Linked DNA regions of Oryctolagus cuniculus: region 2 is linked to region 1. Evidence: chromatin contacts called from public Hi-C data. All regions are on one chromosome and are shown on one strand. Each heading gives the region's core, a stretch centred on a gene start, on an enhancer-like site or on the middle of the called end of the contact. The rest is flanking DNA. Distances are from core to core; before and after follow the strand shown. Region 1 holds the start of NIPA1 (NIPA magnesium transporter 1). Region 2 holds the start of TUBGCP5 (tubulin gamma complex component 5).

Region 1 (4,116 bases), core at 1,525-4,024:
GGAAATACATGGAATTTGTATACCTTAAATAAAGTTCAAAAAAAAAAAAAAGAGACGGCCGGCGCCGTGGCTCAATAGGCTAATCCTCCACCTTGCGGCGCCGGCACACCGGGTTCTAGTCCCGGTTGGGGCGCCGGATTCTGTCCCGGTTGCCCCTCTTCCAGGCCAGCCCTCTGCTGTGGCCAGGGAGTGCAGTGGAGGATGGCCCAGGTGCTTGGGCCCTGCACCCCATGGGAGACCAGGAAAAGCACCTGGCTCCTGGCTCCTGCCAGGATCAGCGCGGTGCGCCGGCTGCAGCGGCGGCCATTGGAGGGTGAACCAACGGCAAAAGGAAGACCTTTCTCTCTCTGTCTCTCTCTCTCACTGTCCACTCTGCCTGTCAAAAAAAAAAAAAAAAAAAAAAAAAAAAGAGAGAGATATCTGTTATTTCTCATTCATCCACACAGACAGAGTTGAAATAACACATTTAGGTTTAGTTTAGTTTAATTAAGACCTATACTCAGATCTCCTTTGCTTTCCCCTGACATCTTACATTTGGTGGTCCTGTGTCCTTAAGCTCCTGGCTGCCATGAGTTTCTTTGATTTCATGGCCTTGATCAGAAGAGCGGTCAGGTAGTTCTTCAGATGTCCCTGAATTCAGCTTGAATGAAGTTTCTCTTGTGGTTACCCAGGCATTGTGGGATTTGGGAGGATGCCCACAGAGGTCACACTGTCCTATCCAGGGCACACACATCTACTTCTGAGTAACAGCAAAGCCCTCTCCCATCTCTGAGGCCCGTCACACCGAGCAGCATTTTCTGAAGACAGTGTAGCTGCTAGATCAGTGTTTGTTAGCTAAGGGATGCACACCTCTGCATCCTTGGGAAATCATACCTGGTTACATTTAGACTTTTTGTGAAGAGAGCAGTGCTGTGTTGCCTCGAGGCTGAATTCTTTTTTTAAAAAAAAATATTTTACTTGAAAGGCAGAGTTACAGAGAGGCAGAGAGAAAGATTGGAAGTGGAGCATCCGGGATTTGAACCGTTGTCCACATGGGATGCCGGCACTGCAGGCTGGCGGCTTTGCCCGCTATGCCATAGCTGAAGGAACCAGCTCAGGTGAAATTGGGTGTTGACTCCTAATCCGAGCACTCAAAGTTTTACCTGCACAATGGAGTCTGAACTAGTCCATAAGCTTCCTTCCTCTCAGGCTCCCTGACCTACCTACCGGTCAGGTCCTCTCCAGAGGGCTCCTAAGACCAGTCCCATACTTTCTCGGCCCCTCCGATAGCCACGCTTATTTCCCATTTCAAGGCGTGCTGTTTCCTGCAGCTGGGCAAACTGCCCCAAGACCCCCAGCACAGCTCAGACACCAGCAAAGAAGGTCCCCTAGCTTGGCACTGCATCCAAGGAGTGGTGTTCGGTGGCCTATCCACTCGGGAATACTCGGTGGGCTCCATTTAGGGTTTGGTTTTCATTTCCCTTGTGTGTCCTGCACATTGAGGGTCACTGTGTTCAGGTGGCTCAATCAAGGACCCCGAAAGCTGAAGCCAAGGCAAAGCACAGACCTGCGCTCCAAGCCAAGAGGCAGCGCCTCCCAGGCCCGCCGCATGGTTCCCACCGCTGCACCTGCCTGGCCACTGCAGGGAGCTCGCAAGCAGCAGGTCTGTCTCTCCCAAGCGCAACCCAGGGCCGCGGGCCCCGGTAAAAGCAGGAGGCCCCCGTCCCCGACCGCTTCCGACACACTGAAAACTGGCAGGTACCCCAGCAGCCGGCCAGCGCGGGCCCCGCCCCGAGCACAGGTCGCTGGACTGCAGAGAGCGAATGAGCAGATAAGTCGGCTGGAAAAGCACTGAAAAACTGAACAAGGCCTCTTCTGCCGTTGGGAAGGGGGGAAAGCGGCGGCGCCGGCCACGCTACGAACGCTCTAGACGCACCGGGATGCCGGGGCCGCGGCTGCAGCTGCGGAGCCGGCTCCGCGGCGCCTTGGGCGTGTGCTGGGCCCCGCAGGTACCAGCGCGTCAGGTGGGCGCCCGGCCTCCGGCCCGCGAGCCCGCCCCTCCGAGGTGCGCCCCGAGCCGGTGCCCGGCTGCGAGCCGTGACCCACGCGCCCCCCGAGTCCGCGGCCGCTCCCAGACACCCGCGCCGGGCGGCACACCCCGCGACCCCGAGCGCGGCCCGCGGCCAGCCCCTACCTCGCCGCTTGGCCCGTACGATGCCCTTCTTCTGCAGCACGAACGTGGACCCGTTCACCAGGCTCGACACCACGGCCACGCCCAGGCCGAGCGACACGGCGGCGGGGCTCGGGCTGCGCGCCCCCTCCCCTGCCGCCGCCGCTGCCGCCGCTGCAGTCCCCATTCCGCCCGCGCCCGCCCTCCGTGCCTGCGCCTGCGCGCCGCGCCCGACGGGGCGGGGGAGGGGGACGCCAGGCCCGCAGGGGTGGCGGGGCGAGGCGCGACCTCGGGGGACGGCCGGGGGCCTCTGCGGGCAGGGTCGGGTGCGGCCCCCGGGGCTGGGCAGCCGGGCGCACTGCGGGCCGAGGTGGCGTGAGATGCGGCGGGGCAGCTCCGGGCGCCGCAGGGTCCGGGCTGCTCCGGGGGCAAGGCGAAGGTCAGGCGCGAGACGGGGACGGGGGCTCCTGGAGCGGACCGCGGAGCAATGGAGCCTGGGGCTCCGGGTAGGACGAGGCGAGTGCTTAGGGAGGAGGGCGGTAGGTGGGTGGGGAGGTAGGGCTCCAGATTTAGCAAATAAAAATCCAGGATGCCCCGTTAAGTTTGGCATCTCAAATAAACAGTGGCTACGAGCTGGGAGAGCGCACGCAGCGGGACGCAGCCCTGGCCGGGATCAGGTGCTGCAGAAGCTGCCGCGAGCCGGAGGCGGACGGGGACCCCGAAATTTAAACCGAGTCGGCGGGGGAACCGCGAGCGCGGTGAATTCCCTCCCGCGCCCTTCTTCCGTCTGTGGGGCAGCGAGCTGGCGGTCGCACCGTCTCGTTTCCACGTTTTAATTTTTAAACAACTGTACCAAAATTATAGAAAGCCTAAAAAAATACAAAACAATGATCTTGAGGTCAGTCCCACCTCACCTAATTGTTGTCTGGGGTATTTTCCCACAAGCATACTTAACTTTCACATGTTTCCAAATACGATACACAACGTTTCCTTTTTACTTTTTACAGTCAGCTTTTTACAGTCAGCTTCCATGTTGCTACATAATTATGATTATTTTAGTGACAGTGTAATTACCATAATTTGGCCATGCAGCTATTGTTGGTTGTTAGGTTGCTACCACTTTCTTGCTACAACAGTGGTGTTACAATGTACATCTTGTAAGTGTTGAAAATACTAAAGAGTATTTTTTGCAATATATATATACAGCGTTATTTTGTGAAGCAATATAAAAAATCATATAATATTTCTGTAAGAAAGATTCATGCTGAATGCATGTACTGCTTTTTTATGGCAACATATATATGACATAAAAGTTGCCGCTTAACTTTTTCAAACATGCGATTCAGTGGTTACAGTTACATTCACAATGACCTACAAAAGTCAATGGCTATCTAGTTGCAAAATTTTGCAATTCCCTGAACAGAACATCTGTAGTCATTGACCACTCTTCATTTCCCCCTCCCCCTAAGAGGCATTAGAATCTACTTTCTCTCTGTATAATTTGCCTATTCTAGATATTACATATAAGTGAACCATACAATAATCAATCTTCTGTAACTAGTGTGTTTCACTTAGCAAAATATTTGCATAGGTCCTCCATGCTATGGAATGTCTCAGAACTTCATTCCTTTTTTTTTTTTTTTTTTTTTTTTTGACAGGCGGAGTTAGACAGTGAGAGAGAGAGACAGACAGAGAGAAAGGTCTTCCTTTTCCATTGGTTCACCCCCCAAATGGCTGCTATGGCCGATGCGCTGTGCTGATCCGAAGCCAGGAGCCAGGCGCTTCCTCCTGGTCTCCCATGTGGGTGCAGGGTCCAAGCACTTGGGCCATCCTCCACTGCCTTCCTGGGCCACAGCAGAGAGCTGGACTGGAAGAGGAGCAACGGGACAGAATCCAGTGCCCCAACTAGGACTAGAACCCCGGGGTGCTGGCGCCACAGGCGGAGGACTAGCCAAGTGAGCCGCGGC
Region 2 (4,397 bases), core at 1,201-3,700, 250 kb before region 1:
TCTCCAAATGGCCAGAACGGCCAGAGCTGCACTGAAGCCAGGGGCCAGGAGTGTCTTCCGGGTCTCCCACATGAGTTTAGGCACCCAAGAACTTGGGCCATCTTCTACTGCTTTCCCAAACCATGGCAGGAAGCTGGATCAGAAGAGGAGCAGCTGGGACTCGAACTGGCACCCATATGCTGGCTTTTACCTGCTACGTCACAGTGCCAGCCCTGGATATACTTTTTCTATCCCTCAGAATTTTGATTATCCATTTTTAAGGATTTAACAGTTTTATACAATGGAAATTAAAACTCTGGGATAATGAAAATACCATAAGTAGTTTAAAAATAAATCAGAGACGGGTGATGCTATTCATACTGTATATAATTGGCAAATAATTTGTGCCTGGAGTGTGTTTAAGCACACAGAGATACACAGACACACATCTCCTAAAATATAAAAGAAAAATTCAAACAGTCTAAGAGCATACTGATGATGTATGTGACGAATTAAAGCTCAGGAATATATATGCTGAAAGCCATAAGAAGATGGGAATGAATGTGGCTGGCACTGTGGCACAGCGGGTTAAAGCCGCATCCTGCAGCGTCAGCATCCCATATGGGCACCAGTTCGAGCTGCTCCTCTTCCAATCCAGCTCTCTGCTATGGCCTGGGAAAGCAGTGGAAGATGGCCCAAGTCCTTGGGCCCCTGCACCCGCGTGGGAGACCCAGAAGAAGCTTCTGGCTTCGGATCAGCTCAGCTCTTGCCATTGTGGTCATTTGGGGAGTGAACCAGTGGAATGGAAGACCTCTCTTTCTCTCTGGCTTTACCTCCTCTGTAACTGTCTTTCAAATAAATAATTCTAAACAAGATGGAAGTGGGTTGAAATTTCGTCACTGTGTGGCCATTTAGAAGCTGACATAACCACACGCCCTGCTTCTTCCAGCAACCTCCTTCACAGCCAGATTCAGAGGCTCCGGGGAGTTGTCCCCTTCCCTGGCTTTCATCCGACACTGGGCACTCAGCAGCAGTCTGGATGGGAGACCTCGGGAGCAAGGACTCAGGCCACAGCTTGTCGCAGCGACACTGTTCTTTTTCCTGGCATTTCTTTCTCCTTGCAGAGTCGCTCTGACTCTGTGCCTGAGCTAGAACACAGCAGGACACGCAGCTAAAGAGCTGGATCATACAGGGCCTGTTCTGCAGGTCGAAGGAAACTGCCCGGATTGATTAACGACAGCTACCATCTTTTACAATATTAATTCTTCCTGCCCGTGGAAATGACCTCTCCATAATAGAGACGGATGAAGCAGGTCAGATAAGCCAAGGTTAGAAAAACCCCTGAGTCCTATTGCTCTGAAGTTTGGAGTTTATCCTGTAGGCCAGCAGTTCCTACCGAGGGGTGATTTTGCCCCCAGAATGCATTTGCAACGTTTGGAGACCTTTTGGTTGTCACAGCAGGGGTGAGGAGAGTTACTGTTGGAATCTAGTGAGGAGAAGCCAAGGAAACTGCTTCAAGTTCAGTGTGCAAGACAACTCTCCACAAGAAAGAATTGTCCTCTAAAGCTGAGGTCTAGAAATCCTGCTGCAGACCGTGGGGAGTGGGGTTATCAGATCTGTGATGGGATCAGAGTCAGAGATGGGTGAGGGGACCTTCCAGGAGTCTGGGGTCTAGCCTGAGGCAACGGGGAAGAAAAGCAGACTTCAGAGAGAATTCAGAAATCAACTAATTGTTCTGCATTACTGAGAAGAAAGAGACCGGCATAGGCAGGGAGCCTCTGGCTAGGTGCAGTGGGGAACGCTGGTACTGGTTCATATCTCAAATGAGAACACAGGCTGATCAGGAAGGGAGAGAGTGCATTTAGCTGAGTGGTGTTTGAGCCTTCCAGGGAAGCATTGTTTCCTTCTTTAATGAGTCTCAGGATGGTCCAGGTATCCTTATTCTAAGTGCTAGTGATTAGTTGTGAGCAGAACTCGCATGCAGTTGACATTTAGCGGGTAAAACACAATGAGGAAATGAATATATACACCCATTTATACACACATTTTTATTTGGGAGATAATCAGCAACTAAACAATGTGTTTGGGGTGCCAAGAATATGTGGGCTGTGCATCCAGATTTGAGAGTTACAAGCATGATGCTTGAAGCTGGAGCAGGAAAGACTGCCAGGCCAAGGATTTGAGAAGCTAAAGCTTGAAGAATAACCAGCCAACCACACCGTGGTACGTGGGAATGCTGGGGCAATCAACGTACTGGAGAACTCACTGGCGGCGCTGTCATCCTAAAGCCATCCTAACTTAAACCACCCACCAGCGCTGGCCGGACGCTTATTAATCTGATTAATGATAATAACAGTTCGCTCTGAAGACACCGCGCGCAACTACAAAACACATTCAGATTGCCGCCAAAGCCACCCAGACCAGTAGGAACTCTCGCGAGAACAGAAGGCGCTGCGCCGCGGGAGCCAGAACTCTCGCGAGAACGGCTGCATGATCACGGAGAGGCGGCGCGGCGGAGCGCGGAGCTATGGCCCGGCCGGGGCCGTCCTGGAGCCGGCAGGAGCGGCAGCAGGAGCGCGACGTGCGCGAACTCGTGCGACATGTCACCGGCCTGCAGGACGAGGCGGACCCCAACTTCCAGCTCGCGCTGAACTTCGCCTGGTCCAACTTCAGGTCCGTGGGGAGCCGGGGAGGCTGGGGCGGGCGCGCAGGCCGCGGTGCCCGGTGAGCCGCTGCGCGGTGCCCCGGTGAGCCTCTGCCTGGTGCCCCCGGTGAGCCGCTCGGTGCCCCGGTGAGCCGCTGCCTGGTGCCCCCGGTGAGCCTCTGCCTGGTGCCCCGGTGAGCCGCTCGGTGCCCCGGTGAGCCGCTGCCTGGTGCCCACGGTGAGCTGCGCGGTGCCGCGGTGAGCCGCTGCCTGGTGCCCCGGTGAGCTCCCTGGTGCCCCGGTGAACCGCGTGGTGCCCCCGGTGAGCCGCGCGGTGCCCCGGTGAGCCGCTCCCTGGTGCCCCGGTGAGCCGCGCGGTGCCCCGGTGAGCTGGTGCCCCCGGTGAGCCGCTCGGTGCCGCCGGTGAGCCGCTGCCTGGTGCCCCGGTGAGCCGCTCGGTGCCCCCGGTGAGCCGCTGCCTGGTGCCCCGGTGAGCCGCGCGGTGCCCCGGTGAGCCGCTGCCTGGTGCCCCGGTGAGCTGCGCGGTGCCCCGGTGAGCCGCGCGGTGCCCCCAGTGAGCCGCTCGTGCCCCGGTGAGCTGCGCGGTGCCCCGGTGAGCCGCGCGGTGCCCCCGGGGGCTGTGCACCGTGGGGCGCCGGCCTCCCACCTAGCCTTGTGTCTGCCGTGTGCCCTGCTGAACTCGCTGCCCATCGGGAGTCGTGTGCGGCGCACACCGACACCCTCTGGAACTGTGTTCCGGGCCCCCTTCCATTCTTACTTCGACGCACTGGGGAGTGTAGGAAAGTGACTGCGGTCGCCCCGACCGCCGCACCCCAGCGCCTGGAAGGGCTGCTGGCACAGAGTACGCTAAGGCTCCTCGCCCGGTTCTCATTCACTTTCTCGGGTGATTAATTTTGGAAGAGCTGGGCCAGGTATTTGGCTGGAATCAGATGATCGATTTTTTGTTTCTGGAAAATGTAAATTAGACAGTACTATTATGATTATTACCCATAATGGAATTATCACTGAAAGAGTGTCGTTCATTGTTAATATTCTAAGTTCCATACAAATCAAATAATGAAGTTTTTCAGGATCTTTTAATCTTGATTGCTTAGTGATCATGGATATAATCTGCCTACTTGGTTTATAAGAATAGAGGTCTTTCAGATTCAGTGAAAGTGTGCCAGATTTCTGAAATAATAAACAGTTCCTTTTTTAGGAAACCCACTTTTTTTGCTTATTTTTGTTTGAAAGGCACAGCAGGAGACAGAGAGAGAACCCAAGAGATAGACAGCATGAGACAGATCGTCCATCTGCTGGTTCATTCCCCAGATGCCCACAGCCACCAGGACTGGGTCAGGCCAAAGCCGTGAGTCCAGAACTCAGTCCCCGCCTCCCACACCAGTGGCAGGGACCAGGCCTAAAACCATCACCTGCATTAGCAGGAAGCTGGATTGGAAGCTGAGCAAGAACTTGAACTGAGGCACTCTGATGTGGAATGTGGGTGTCCCAAATGGTGTCTCAACCTCTGTGCCAAGTGCCCATCCCTTCAACTCCATTCTTAAATGTAGTTTATAAAAATAACAGTGTCTGTGGGCCGGCTCTGTGGGGTAGCAGGTAAAGCCACTCCTGCAGTGCCAGCATCCCATATGCACACCCATTCTAGTTCCATTTGCTCCACTTCCTTCTTTTTAAAATTTATTTATTTGAAAGGCAGAGTTACAGAGAAGAAGCTGGGGGAGGGGAGTGAGAGAAATCTTCCACCTGCTAGTTC

What was found. Hi-C and Micro-C count contacts between places; a contact is called where the count stands out from the background.
Region 2: a contact with region 1 is called in a Hi-C map of an unstated tissue, with 5 times the contacts expected there. The contact joins the promoter of TUBGCP5 here to the promoter of NIPA1 in region 1. A contact is called at or near these places in 3 of 6 Hi-C or Micro-C datasets (ear pinna, psoas muscle and an unstated tissue).

What each region holds. Positions count from the first base shown.
Region 1 is chr12:17,423,237-17,427,352 of mOryCun1.1, reverse strand. It overlaps NIPA1 (NIPA magnesium transporter 1), which reads right to left and starts at 2,774. Exons shown (of 5, transcript XM_008269747.4): 1 at 2,174-2,774. The coding sequence starts at 2,759.
Region 2 is chr12:17,675,911-17,680,307 of mOryCun1.1, reverse strand. TUBGCP5 (tubulin gamma complex component 5) reads left to right here and starts at 2,450. Exons shown (of 24, transcript XR_011380680.1): 1 at 2,450-2,652.